Linked DNA regions of Macaca mulatta: all the other regions are linked to region 1. Evidence: chromatin contacts called from public Hi-C data. All regions are on one chromosome and are shown on one strand. The core of a region is the stretch at or near the end of the contact, and the rest is flanking DNA. Distances in the headings are between cores, read along the strand shown. Region 1 holds the start of ZNF608 (zinc finger protein 608). Region 2 has its middle 290 kb from the start of CSNK1G3. Region 3 has its middle 590 kb from the start of ZNF608.

Region 1 (4,625 bases), core at 690-3,189:
ATGGCACCCCAGGGACACAGGAAGTGCCCAAGAGTGATCTGGTCCTTTGAGAAATCACTCTTTTAAAAGAAGAAAAGTCAAAAAACAGTATGGTGCTGTATTCTTATCAATGGGGCATACACAAATGTAAAATCTGTACATTCAAACATATATAACAAATCTCAAAGCTAAAACGGATCCCTAATTTGCCCATTTTATTTGTTAAAGTACAGCTTTGATTTGAATACAAATTGACTTAGGGAGAGCTAAGGACTATTACAGATTGCATTCCTCTGGTTTATATATCCCAATAAAGGGTGGAAACTGCTGTTTATAACTATTTGCAGCCTCAAATCTAGTTCATTTATGGTAGTGAAACAGCTAATTGGCAATTTTTTATAGACTAAATATACTGAAAGCTCAAACATGAGTCAATAGCCATTATTTAAAATATGTGACATAAATATTTTTATTGATCCACGAAGTCATCACTGAATATTTACATCAGAAGCTGTCTTCTGCTAGCACTCATTCACTTTATATGTGTCCATATGACTCAGTTAAGACACAATCTTAAATTGCAATTGTCATGTGGAAATTACAATTACAGTAGTACAGGATCTTTACAACTTGGGATCATGATGCTTTCAGTTTACAGTACCCTTTGACTTTAAAATGTCCATATTGTAGCTTCTAAAAATAATGAAGGTAACAATAAAAAAATTCAAAATTAAATGTACTCTAAAGGCTTAATATATGTAAATACATTAGCTTAAATATGTTAGCTGTTATAGTAAAACGCTAAACTTGTTATTTCATATTAACCTCTCTTATCCTGTGACCTGAGTCTCATTAACTTGGTTGCTGGCATTTGTCCTACAATAAATTGTAAAATATTTCTGTGTTTGTGGATTGTAGATGTAGCATTCAGAAGATTTATGACACCCGGTTCCCCAGCAGTAGGGTGAAAGATTTGGGGGAAGAGGAATTCTGACCATTCCACAGTTTAAATATGTGTACTGGAACTGTTCAACAGTTAATCTTCCTAGTATATTTAACTTTCACAAGTCAATTTTTAAAAAGATGAGGCTGGCCCGAGGTGTTACTATGATTAGCTAGGACCTTATTTTAATATTTTTTCTTTTTTGGCGTCAATAACACCAGGTGGAAAAGATTTGTTACTAATTCCAGGGAAGAATCATTCACATAGTGTTGGTTAAATGGTCGCCTGCATTCACACTTCAGTGCTTGTAGACCAGAGCCCTGGAAACAAAAGGGTTACTTGTTTCCCCACCATCGCCTTTACCCGCAGATCGATTTTTCTTATTTAATCAGCGAGTAAAAAGAGAGACACAGGGAAGAAAAAGAAAAAAAAAAAAAAAAAAAAAAATTGCAGGAAGGGCAAAGTGGTGGGGGGAGGGTTGAAAGCCAGAAGCTGCAATACAGAAAATCAGTCTTGGGAGTTGGACTGCGGAGTCCTTGGAACAAGGAAGGGAAGCCAGCAAAATGCTCGCAGTCATTTCCACACAGCCAGCCTCCCTTTTCTCCTCGCTACGCGCTAGTGGCTCATTTGGCTTCTCTCTGCCACCGAGCGATCACATACATTATTTCCCCCAAGATAACACAATCAAACTTGTATTTACCGACATCCTCTCCTCGCAGCCTGTTTGAGATTTGTTTTAATAAATAAGTGTTTTATGTGAATGATGTAGTAATTGAAACGGGCGCACCATTTTTTTCCCTTCTTACTGCGGGAGGTTCCTCAACCCCAATCTGGTTGGAAAATAAAACGCTTTGTCTCCACAACCACCCCCCACAGCACCCCCACCCGCTCTCAGTGTGTGTTTTATACGTGTGTATATCTCAACCCCCTACAGTAGCCAAGAGAAAGCAGCTAGCCAATGAGAGAGCCCAGTTTCATAAAAGCTGCTCTCTGATTGGCCCGATGCGAAAGGGCACTGGGAACAAAGAAAAGTCCCTTTCAGGTATAGAGGCTGAGAGCTTCTTTTGCTCCACTCCCCCTGTGTGTGTGTTGTGTTTCAGTCCTGATTTCAGTGTTGCAGAACAAGCTTGTTGTGTGTGTGCACCAGGGGGATTTTTGTTTTGCTTTTCTTAAATTTTAATTTTTGCTTTTATAAAACATACACAGGCCGGTCTGTGACATTTGATGGTCCATCTTCTTTAATAATAAATTTGTTGAAGAGATTATAATTTCCAAAATAAAGCGGCTGCAACCAAACACATTCAATGCAGTTAGAAGGAAAAGGTCAACTCCATCCAATACAGACCGTAAGTACGGTTGCGTGGTGTGTCTCTATATAGCACTTAGCGGGGACTTCATGCAGGGGAATGTGCGAGTTTTATGCATAGAAATGAGGAACTAGTTACAGGGTTTGGCTTTTGCATTTAGAACAACAACCCAAGAAGGGTGAATTTTATTCAGTGGAGGGTGAAGCATTTGTAACTTCACACAAATTAAGCTTGACTGGGCACTCGGGGTAACTTAGAGTAAATTAGCTTTTGGGCTCTAACCCAAAGGAGAATAAAAGTGACACAGTTACATATCCTGGTCTGCAGTGTCAATTCTCTAGCTCACCTTACTCCCTCCCTCTTCTGTCCTAGCTGGGCAGACCCTTCTCCCAAACCGATCCAGGAAAATGGGGGCAAGGGCAGAACAAGCCGATTTCTCTCTCCTGTCAGCTCCCAGTGCCCGATAATTTAAAATTAAACAAGGGAATAGTCACTCATTACGTGTAATGGTTATAATTACCATTCGCCATCTCCTTGAAAAAGCAAGCAACAAAAATACCATTAAGAGAAAAAATAAAAGCCCGACCCAACCCAAACAAACCCCCAAATAGTAACAATGGTGTGTTTATTACAGGACCAGGCTGGTGAGCAAGCAAAAGGTTTTTCTTTGTTTAATACATGAAGTGGGGGTCCCTAAAATCCAAGTAGCTCGGAGGTACCCTTCTCCCTCCCCCAGGCGTCCCCGTCCCTGGCCCCCTGGGAAAGCTGACAAATTGGAGATAAGTTGAAAGGTTTATAAAGTGTTTCTTTAAAACATCTGCTTTGCTCTTGTGCTCATTACATTTCACTCCTTCCGAACTTCGGAGATCCTAGATCTCCGAGAAATGTTTCACATTCATAACTTGTAGCTTCGCCCACTGCGGGGGGGCGGGGGGAGGAGGTTGGGGGAGTGTGTGCAGGGGGAGGGGAGAGACCTACAGCTTTTTTTTTTAAAGACCAGATCAGTATTTTCTTGATACGCTTGTCACCATTTTTGTTCTCACGACAACCAATTGAGCCCTTGATCCTCACGTGATGTGAAAGGCTTGCACTGTAACAAAATCGCTCCTTTTAGATGGTTGGTTGTTACTAACTCGCCCATCCCCCTCTCCCAGCCCCGACATTTCCAGCAAAGCGACTCTCCACTTCCAATCCATCAACAATTCATTACTGCTTTTAGCTTCCAAACGCCAGCTAATTAAAAATACTAAGCCAAGCTCCGGGGCCATCTGACTAAACACAGGAGGGGGTGGGTGAAGGGAGGAGGAGGAGAGAAAAAATAAATAAAAGGGAGACACACCGTTTGCTGCGAGTATCAGAGGGATAAACTCCCGAAAAAGGTCGCCTTAAAAAAAAAAAAAAAAAAAACCAACCAAAAACCTTTTTTTTGACTCTAATTATCGAATTACCACATGACTGATTGACCTGAGCGACAGAGGATTCCACTCCCCTCGGGAACTGTACTAGGAACTCAGTTCCTTTTTCTTAAAACAACGTAAGACAGGAAAACATCACATCCTTTAGGTTTCGAAGACTGAGCCCTTTTTAAACGCCGTTATTTTCCCCACCCCACCGCCCCCCGCCCCGAGCGAATGCTGTTATAACTGGTTTATCAGCTCACTGAATCATCTGCTCCCTCCTCCTCCACACCTTTCTTTTTCTCCTCTTGCCCAGTTTCTCATCCCACCCTTTCTTCCTCCTCCTCCTCCTCCTCCCTCTACTCCCCCCCTCCTTTTCTCTTAAGTTAGTTCAAGAAATCAAATCTGTCAGGACGGGCGGAAAAATGCCACTTCCCGACTAACAGGCGGAATCCAGCCCAGATTTTCAGTCCTTTCTTCTTATTCTTTCTTCCCTTTCACTAATTTATCCCGATGTTAGCACATTCTGTCTCGTTACTAGCGGACGCCTGTAGGTTTGCTACATGGGATCATTACTGATCACGGTGACTCTGAAGTCTGGAACTGAAGGCGGAATGAGAAGTTGGGAAAACTTTTTTCTCTAAACTCTCTGTTTTTTAAAAAACTATTATTCTCGATGCTTGTTAAGAGGAAAAAAAAACCTTTGGTGCTTCTGTTGTGAATGTGAAACATTATTTTCCAGCTGTACAGTGACACATTTTTTTAAGGAGAAAAGGACTGATTCGTTTGCCAAAAGGGGGGTGGGGAGGTGGAATAATGTTATCGAGTGATTATTCTGGCTGAGATGTGTTATTTGGTTTCTTCCTTCTTGATCATTTGGTGTTTAAGTAAAATGAGGCACAGGCTTGTTTGCCGAGTGGAGTGGGAAAGGCATTTTGATTTGCTGGCCTAATTAAAAAATGATAAAGGATTAAAAGGTAAGCAATGTCTGTGTGTGTG
Region 2 (4,625 bases), core at 1,575-4,074, 920 kb after region 1:
ACAGAGCCAGAAGGAGAGAAAGAGACTTCAGGTGATAAAAAAATAATAATAATAACCAGAGTTATCAGGGAGAGAGAGAGAGAATATAAAAGAGAGAGACAGAGGAGGAAGCTGCTTCTATTTGAAATGTTCAGACATGCTGAAGTAATGATCCTGGCAACATGTTAGCAAAACATTAGAAACACTTTAGTAAGCAAATAATTTAATTACAGCCTTCTCGGAGGCAGTTTATATTGCTTGACCCCTGACCTTTTATATTGCTGTACCTAAACTCAGCCCGGAATTCACACTTCCTATTCTTGTCACAGAATCTCTCCATCTTGTACCATTTAATATAGTGTGCTCCAGGTGTTCTGTGGTGAATGAATAGTTATATTACTACCTGTCAGACACAATCACACTCTATTCATCATTCTCGCCTGGCTGCATGAGGCCCAGCTTCCAGCAGGCTCCCTCTCTATTTCCTTGTTCAAACGTCTGCGGTGCTTTTGGCCCATCTGTCAAGGCTGTCATTTAGAGGGAAAACAGTATCAGCGCTTTAAATATATGGAGTTCTCTATTGAAACAGTGCTGTGATTGAACTGTCAGCATTCTCAGTATCACAGACAGTAATTCATGACTGGTCAGGGCTCCATTGAGGTTGCTATTACTACGGTGACCCTGAAGGGTCATGCTGAGGGTTTTTGCTTTACAGTTTGGTCTATAAATAGTGCAATTAACCTTTCAAGAATTACAAAATGCTCTTGAATTCTCTTTATATTTGCTTGGTGCTTACATGGTTTAAAGCAAGAGGAAGAAGAAAGAGAAAAAAAAAAAAAAAACCTCTACAAAATTGCTGAAATATGTGCCATATGAATAGAAATATACATATATATATATTGTTTTGAGAGTGAGCACTTCAAATGCATGAATATATTTTAAGCCATCGTTTGCTGTTTTGGAGCAAGATAACATATGCTGAGATTTCTGCTGAAATTAAAAGGTTTCTGAATCTGAAATAAAATATGATGGATGTGAAGGAAAGGACTTCTGTTCATCCTTATGGAAAGGAAGTGAAGGTTTTCAGTTCTCCAAATTGTTACCTTTCAAAAACAGAGGGTTTCTCACTGTTTCCAGCCCTAATTTCTCAAGCAAAACACCTGCATTCCCAGCTAAGCCCAGGGAAAACATTCTCAGGAGCCAAGTGCTATCTCTAATCTTAGAACACAATCCCCAAACGAAATAGAATGTTGGATGCTGATCAGGCCTCTGATGACTCCCTTGCATTTGAAAGCCTCGCAGCACAGAAAGAGCTTTTTCTGGTTTATTCCTGAGGAAATCAAAGCACTTTCTAAGGAAGCACAGGTCAGAAGCAGAGCCTAAAATAGAAACCCAAATTCCAAATCTCAGCTTTCTGTAAAGCCACGTCTATCAGGCCACCGCCTCCCTTCCTCCCTGGAAACCATAATAGTAAGAGTTCGCTTTTCAGTATCTCTCTAAAGACAATTACATGCTAAGGGATTCTGAGTAGTCACTGGGACTTGTTCTTGAATTATAGGGCCTTTTTTTTTTTTTTTCTTTCCCTTTAGGTTTCTGCTTCCCACGGATGTCTCATAACACAAAGAGTACAGATTCACGGTGCTGCTCAGTTGCCTCTCAGATGAATGTTTGATATGTTTTCTCCTCTGCAGGATTATTTAATGACTGCATTACGCCAGTTATTCTCACGGCTTATACAGCACAGAAAATTTTTTTTCCAAGTTGTTCAATGGACAAAGCCAACAAAGCATTTTAAATTTGTGATACCAATGTTATGTGGCTAAAAATAATTGTTAATTTCTATCACTGCATTTCCTTGCCTCAAAGGTAATTTTACCCAGTTTCTTTCTTAAGAGAAGGAAAGAGATGCTATTTTCGTGTTTGCAGATCAGTGGAAGAAAGCCACAGATGCAGCAAATGGTCCTTGATGACAAATACTTATGTTGACCATCTTCTAAAAGCAAAATAACGCATCATTTCATTAAATATCCTCCTCACTGGGGAAGGAGGATGAAGGCAGTATTTCAGCCACCTTAAAAGTTTGCAGGAGGTGAAGGAAGAGTAAAGACACATAAACCTTCCCATTAGAGCTATTTGCTGAAAATGCTTCTCAAACCAATCCATGGCTATGCCGAAGTAAAAGCCACTGCTTCTTACAGCCACTGAACAAGGATAATTAAGAGGTAATCTCCTCCAGTTAGGGTGTGTTTTTCTTTTTAGAAACAATCATAAGAGGTAGAGAGAGGTGCCCAACACAAAATGTTGTCACTGTTGTTATCTTTTGTGACTGCTTCCTTCTCTTCCTGTCCTCAGTTGGAAAGCAAAAAGCCTTTGCTTATTATAGAGGCAGAATAAGTGCTAGTCTCATCCCATTAACTGTCATATTACCAGGCTCTGTGCCATCCCATTTGAGTTTCACTGAGCATTCAGAACTGCTTAATTATGTACAGTAAAGACAGTCTGCTGAGACTTTCCTTCTTGATTAATATGGGAGGGGGAGGGGAGGTTACGGGTCACCTACAAGCCTCGCTCTGCCTTGCACAGAACTAACTCTGTGTAACAAAGGCTTTTATGAGTTAAAAAAATAATAAATGAAAGAGCATTTGTAAAGAAAGATGCTGGCGTCAAAGGAAAGGCTACTTTTGATTCTGCAGGCTAACAACAGATATTCCCCCTCTGTGTTGGCATTAAACTGTATAGTGCATTCCTTATAAATTATACCACCCCATGTTAATTATAGTGTGCTGACAGTGCTTGTCATTACTAAGCCTGCTACAGGCTTTGTGTGCTCAGATTTTAATAGCTGTTTGTTCTGAGGAATGTGGCAGAGCTGCATAAGTGACTGAGCCCAGTCATTGCTAGCATGGCTTTCTTCAGTCTCTCACACTAGTTCTATTTTTACAACCTGAACACCTCCTTTTCTGGCTCTCTTGCTCATCCCCTCCTCCCGGGAAAGCAGATGTATAGGTTACTGTCTAGAAATGCCAATGCATTCATCCAGACACAATAAACTGAGGCTTGTATTGTGCTATACTCATTGTCAGCCTTTCCAAGCCTCTAGCTGAAATACTCCCTTTTCTCCTTTATCCAGCTTCTGTATAAAAACATGACTGCTCTAATCTAATGGGATATTTAGAGGTTCCCTCTCCAAATTCTAATTCAGCATTTTCCTCTCAGGCAGGAGTTCTATCCGAGACCGTATTCATATTCACAGAAACAGCCTGTGAAGGAACATGCTGCAATGATGAAAAACAGAGTCAAAACCTCAGCAAATAGTTTTTTTATTTTCAATAGTTATTTCTATCATCATCAACACATACCAACACAAAAATCACGCTTTCATCTTAAAAAAAAAAAAAAAAAAAAAAAGATACAAACACTTAATGAGCACCTACTATATGCCAGGGGCAAAGGCTATATTCTGGAAAAACAAAGATGAGTAAAATACAGTTCCTGGCCTGTAGAGTCTTATTTCATAGCAACGGAGCAGATGTGTAAACAAATAATTACCATTCCATGCACTGTGTAATAATAGAGGTGAAAACAGAATTCCTCTTGGCCTCACCAGCCTATGTGTACAGATGTGGTCCCATTAGCAGTAGTAACTCAAATTTCTCTGCTTTGTGAACTCAGCAATTTCTGGGACTCCCCAGACAGGGGCTCACACGTGCTCATAAATATTTCTGATCTGCTTACACCATGGCTCTTCCATCAGGCATCGGACTTGGCAAGATCCCAGCTTCTGTCTCATCTGTCTTTTGTGGAGTCCTCTGTTAGAGGGTTACCAGGGCAGTGCCACTTGAGCCACGTTGTTTTACAGAGTTTCTGGTAGAATAGCTCACTGTGCTTTCCAAAGGAGACAGGAAAGAACCCATTAAGCGTTGGGCTAGGAGAAAAACCTGAGTCGAAAACATCATGTTGTCCTCAGATTTGTCCTCTCCACCACTCTAAGCCTTTCTTACCATGCTGAGTTCCCTAAGCCAGGTTCCTTCCTCCCTGAGGAGGAATTTTCACACAAGATTCCTCTGTCTTCCTATCACGAGGCTTCTGCTGGATCTTACTCCCATAGTATATAAGAAATTCCAGACACATCTGTATCTCCTAATCCGAGCTACAGTAAAGATTTGTACGAGTTGTATTTATACACTCAGGCACTCACCCCTAACACACACACATGGAAACATACATACACCAACACATGCTGCACATGCAAAATGAATTGTAAGAGAGATTGATATGGTTCAACTATCTATAAAAATTAGTTCTATGGTAAATATGGTAAAACAATCAAGTAACTTATTGACTTAAGGAGATGAAATCCATCTTCTTTCCCTTTACCAAAAGAAAAAGAGAAAAAGAAGTATGTGCAGTGTCTTGGTCTGTTTTGTGCTGCTTCAATAGAATCTGAGACTGGGTAATTTATAATAAACAGAAATTTACTGGGTCACAGTTCTGGATGCTGGGAAGCCTAACATCAAGGGGCTGGCATGTGGTGAGGGCCTACTGGCTGCATCATCCAATGGCAGAAGTCATCACCTGGCAGAAGGGCAAGGAGAGAGCAAGAGAGAGTAAAAAGGGACCAAATTCCCCATTTTATAACAAACTTA
Region 3 (4,625 bases), core at 887-3,386, 590 kb after region 1:
AATCAGGGCTTTGAAGCTGAGCTTATTGGCTTACCAGTTGTGTGACCCTGGGCAAAGATTTAACCTCTTGGAACCTCAATTCACTCATCTGTGGAAAATGAAAACAATACTGACAACTTTGTGGCACTATTCTGATGAAGAAGTGAGATGATGTGTGTCAAGTACCAAGATGAAAATAGCAATTATGTTCCATTATTGTGAGTCTGAGCTACAGTGATTATTTCCTTTTGCCTTATGGATTCTTTTGTTCTGAGAAAGCAATAGAAAGAATGGACTTAAGTGTTCTAGTGGCAGAACCGGTCAGAATGAAATAGATGGTTGCTGTTTGTTGTGAGCAGTCTGCAAAGTCAGAGCAGCACCCAGAAAGCAGGTGGGACAGACCGTGGCATCCAACGCCCCTTAAGCCTCAGGATAGCTTGCTCTGCATAAGGCCAGCCGAGATAGTTCTATTCGGGGCATTCGGGGCCTTGGATCTCCCAGCTAGTCTATCTGAGCACTGCTGGTCCCAGGAACCCCTCACAGTGACAGGTCCGAGCTGGAGAGAAGGGCCAGGGACTTCGGGGATGTGATCAGAGGTCCTGCAGCAAGTCAAGTTCAGGGTAGTGATGCACTTCTGGGTCTACTAGGTCACCTGTGCCTACTCCTGCTGTTCAAATAGGGAATGGTGACTTTTCAAGTTTTATAGTTCAGAAAGTATATCAGAAGGGAGGCTTAGGGGCCAGTCTTAGTGTTTCTGTGATCTAGCTGTGTGATGTGGTTTAAGTAGCTGTGCCTCACTTTTCTATTCTATAAAATGGGCATAACGAGACCCATGCACTGTGCTGTGGAGATAACAAATGAGAGAATGATCGTAAACGCACTCCAAAAGTATAAGGTGCTGAAACACTGCTTACCTTTTTGTCATTCATACTCCACCTGACCCATTAAATATGTTGTAAAGCAGTTCACTGTTATTATGATATCATCAACTATTTCACAGGCTAGAGAATAGGGACAAAAGAAATTAAGTGATTTGCTCAGGGTTGCATGGCAAGCCAATACAGGGAAGGTTTCTGGTCTTGGAGGCTGTGCCTGCTCTTGCCAGAGCATGGAGACCCTCCTGAAGCCGGCCTTGCACACTGAGTCAGTTGGCATGCTCCATGTGCATCTTCCTGGAGCATGTGGTCTCTTGGTGCTGCTCATGGAAGCAGTTGCCTTGCACAGATGCCTGAGAACTCTTGCTGTGGGTCTCACTCTCAATCCCTGTGCAGTAACCCTCCCCTAATCTTTCCCATAAATAACAACGAGCCAGACGCTGACTTTCTCTTGGACTGGCGCATCTCCCCAGTTACCCCCTCTTCCCTATAGTGCACAAACTATGCAAAATTACAGTTCACTCACACTTGAGGCCCTGGGAAGCTGAATCCAGTGCCTTCAACACTTAGCCCTCTTTGTTCCTCCACCACACCCTAGTCTGCCTGTACCCTCTTTGTGTGTATATGTCTGTTTGTGTGTTTCCATTTAATTAATAAACTTTATGTTTTATAGCAGTTTTACATTCATGGCAAAACTGAGTGGAAAGTACAGAGAGTTTCACATATCCCCTGTTCCACACACCACCTTCTTTTTTGAAGCTATGATAACAAAGCAACTTTCCTAATGGGCGCTTTGTACATGGAACGCTCCTTCCCAATTGAACTGCCATAGCACAATGCAGTAAAGAATCTGTAACAATAGGTGATGTACTGTACATTACCATTCTAATCATATATTTTATTGGAAGCTGTATGCCTCTTAGAGCCAGCATTTCATTTGCCTCCTATGCCTTATAGAAACCCTGCTGCTGTGACAACGGGCAGCAGTAAAGCTAATGGTCTTTTCCAAAATCTTTCTTAGATTCAAAGGGAGAAAAAGTGTGAAGGAGAGGGAAAGAAAAAAAATCACACAGTCATTTCCAGCTATTTGTGTTAAAATACAAAGAAAACAGGGCACATTCAAAAATGGTATGCTGGGAAGCCTCCATTAATATTTATTTTGGCATTAATATTGATAAGAAAGTACTTTGTAGCTGGGCTTTGTTGCCTCCCCCAGTGTCCTCAAGCTCCCTGTTATTCAAGCTGGTGGCCATTAGCTCGCGTCTTCCTCTGTACCCAGAGCCTCTGAGAGGCTTGGCGGGCCTCCAGCTCACTTACGCTTAAATGGACACTCAACCTCCGACGGACACACAGCTAAATAGAGGCCAATAATTCAATACAGTATGACTGTACCGGGGCTGCTAGTAAATCCATCAAGCAGTAAATATCATCTGAAGCCAATGCAAGCTTTTATCTTTCCAATTTTTTTGTATGTCTGAGCGAAGCCTAGGCATTCAGCGAATCATGTAATTTATTCTGCAGTGCCGAGCCTGGGCTGTCTCAGACATCATATTGACTTTTTTTTTTCCCCCATCTGTCAGGGGCAGTCAGCAGCTCTGCTATTGTGAGAGCGCATCACATTACATCTATTTATTTATTTATTTCCGCTGCTTCTTTGTAGCATGATTGGGCAAGAACGCATTATCTCAGATCAGCGAATACTAAGAAAAGCATCTGAACATCATTACGACAGCATGTTAAACATTTGTCCTACCCAGTTTGTTAAATCAGCAAATGTATTTCCAGCAAATGCTTGTAATTGTTCATAAAGGGCTCCCTACTGCAGGGTTTTACTAAGCTGAAAATATGGCCTGTTATTTTCTTCAGCTCTTTAGGTCAGCGGTGATTCCAATATATTGTAAATAATGCCGAACAGCTGGTGTACTGACGTGGTGTGCGTGTGTGTATGTGTGTGTGTGCGCCTGTGTGTGCATATGCATGTGTCTGCACACACCACACACCTGGCTATAGCTCTGCATGTTGCACACATATTTTGTGCACATGTAAGTGATTGTATGGCCAGGCAGTCCCAACACTTTGGGAGGCTGGGGTGGGAGGATTTCTTGAAGCCAGCAGTTCAAGACCAGTCTGGGCAAGAAAGTGAGGCCCCTGTCTCTAGAAAAAATAATTTATAAAACAAAATTAGCCGAGTGTGGTGGCGTGTGCCTGTAGTTGTAGCTACTCAGGAGACTGAGGTGGGAGGATCCCTTGAGCCCAAGAGTTGGAAGCCGCAGTAAACTATGACTGTACCATTGCATTTCAGCTTGGGTGACAGAGCGAGACCTCACCTCAAAAAAAAAAAAAAAAAAGTGCTGAATATTAACTTCACAAAGTTAAAGATTATGTTATGGTTTACAATGGTTAGAGAATGTCTTGCTTCCTAATCAATCAAAATTTAGACTGAGAACAAAGCTCTTTTGGTTACAGTTGCTGTCTTCTTGAAAACTTAAAAAGTGTAGCTCCTAAATTTAAATGTTATCTATGATTCTCTTGCTCTTCTTCCTGTATAAACTTCAAACCAAGGAGAGAAATAGGAGGAAGATGAATTTCTCCAAAGCCCCTCCCTTCACAGTGGGGTTTGAGACTGCTGCTGCTGGACAGAGCCATCAGACATCTACTGATTGGATGATGACACCCCACGTACAGCTGCTTCCCCCTAGGATACTCCCCAAAGCAACCAACCCTTTCTCAAAAGCCAGGTGTGCTTCTGAGACTCAGCCTGATTGACTTGATTCCATTTGAATTTGATTCGTGTCCTACTCTAGTTGCATCCATCACAGAAAAGTGTTTTAGAAGTTTCTTGATCTTCTTTAAGTAAATAGGCATCATAAATGTACTTCACAGAAACACCAATGCAGGATGTGCAAATGGAGCCGTGACTTAGAGTCAGCCATGTTGTTTACCCACCTTCTCTTTACAAACAATGTTTAAAACCAAAAACACTCCACACCTTTTTGTACATAGCTGTAAGTAAGGCAATTGATATTTTAAAAAGTAGCAAAATCAACATTGTTTTAAGAACCTGGCTTTTCTGTATACATATGATCAATTTTTAAAAATAGCCTCCTAGTCCTTTGGATAACTGCATTCATTGAAAAAACACTTGTGGTTTGTACTTGATAAAGAATATCTTTCTATGGACTGATTGTGAAAAATGACTTTGTATTTTGTTCTCCGTTATTAGTGTTACCACCTTAGAAAATATCAAATTGGTTTTTCCATCTACATCTGACCAGGAGAATCTGGGTAGACATGAGTTCTATTCTGAGATTGGATAAAGTTATGGCTCACAACCTTGGGTGCATAGTTGGGCACATTATCCCTCTCCACATAGCAGAGAGCATCAATGCATATGTTCAATTTCCCTTTATTAACCTCCAGTTAGAAAGTCCTGCACAGTACATGCTGCTTTTAGTATTCCAAAGAGCAGACACACTGTCTTTCTAAAAAAAAATATTAAAAGGCAACTCACTGAGTCATTTTCTAACACCTGAGAGCAATTAATGTAAGCAGAGACAGGAAACATCATCAATTATTTAAAACAAAATGAATATGTAATGCTGACCTTCTCCAACTGCCATCAGTTTTATACTTACACCTAAATCAACTCAGGGGAACACACAATCCACAAGGCACTTCACATTGCAGTCTGCAGTGGGGCAGACGCTGGTCACAGGGAAAGCTGCCTGGCTGGCTATGTTCGGCCCTGAGAGGGAGATGGAGAAGCCCCTG

The links. Hi-C and Micro-C count contacts between places; a contact is called where the count stands out from the background.
Region 2: a Hi-C map of fetal cortex germinal zone shows a contact between it and region 1, with 6 times the contacts expected there. The contact joins the enhancer-like site here to the promoter of ZNF608 in region 1. A contact is called at or near these places in 2 of 14 Hi-C or Micro-C datasets (fetal cortex germinal zone and fetal cortical plate).
Region 3: a contact with region 1 is called in a Hi-C map of fetal cortex germinal zone, with 5 times the contacts expected there. The contact joins the enhancer-like site here to the promoter of ZNF608 in region 1. A contact is called at or near these places in 2 of 14 Hi-C or Micro-C datasets (fetal cortex germinal zone and fetal cortical plate).

The regions. Positions count from the first base shown.
Region 1 is chr6:133,676,201-133,680,825 of T2T-MMU8v2.0, reverse strand. ZNF608 (zinc finger protein 608) reads left to right here and starts at 1,939. Exons shown (of 10, transcript XM_078004481.1): 1 at 1,939-2,268.
Region 2 is chr6:132,761,555-132,766,179 of T2T-MMU8v2.0, reverse strand. No RefSeq gene overlaps it. Among named protein-coding and RNA genes, the nearest start is that of CSNK1G3, 290 kb to the right of the region's middle. Within about 2 kb of position 2,824, at least 13 of the 40 cell types and tissues checked have an H3K27ac peak or open chromatin away from gene starts, as enhancers often do. A contact at or near this core is called in fetal cortex germinal zone, where this site is marked.
Region 3 is chr6:133,087,007-133,091,631 of T2T-MMU8v2.0, reverse strand. No RefSeq gene overlaps it. Among named protein-coding and RNA genes, the nearest start is that of ZNF608, 590 kb to the left of the region's middle. Within about 2 kb of position 2,136, at least 12 of the 40 cell types and tissues checked have an H3K27ac peak or open chromatin away from gene starts, as enhancers often do. A contact at or near this core is called in fetal cortex germinal zone and fetal cortical plate, where this site is marked.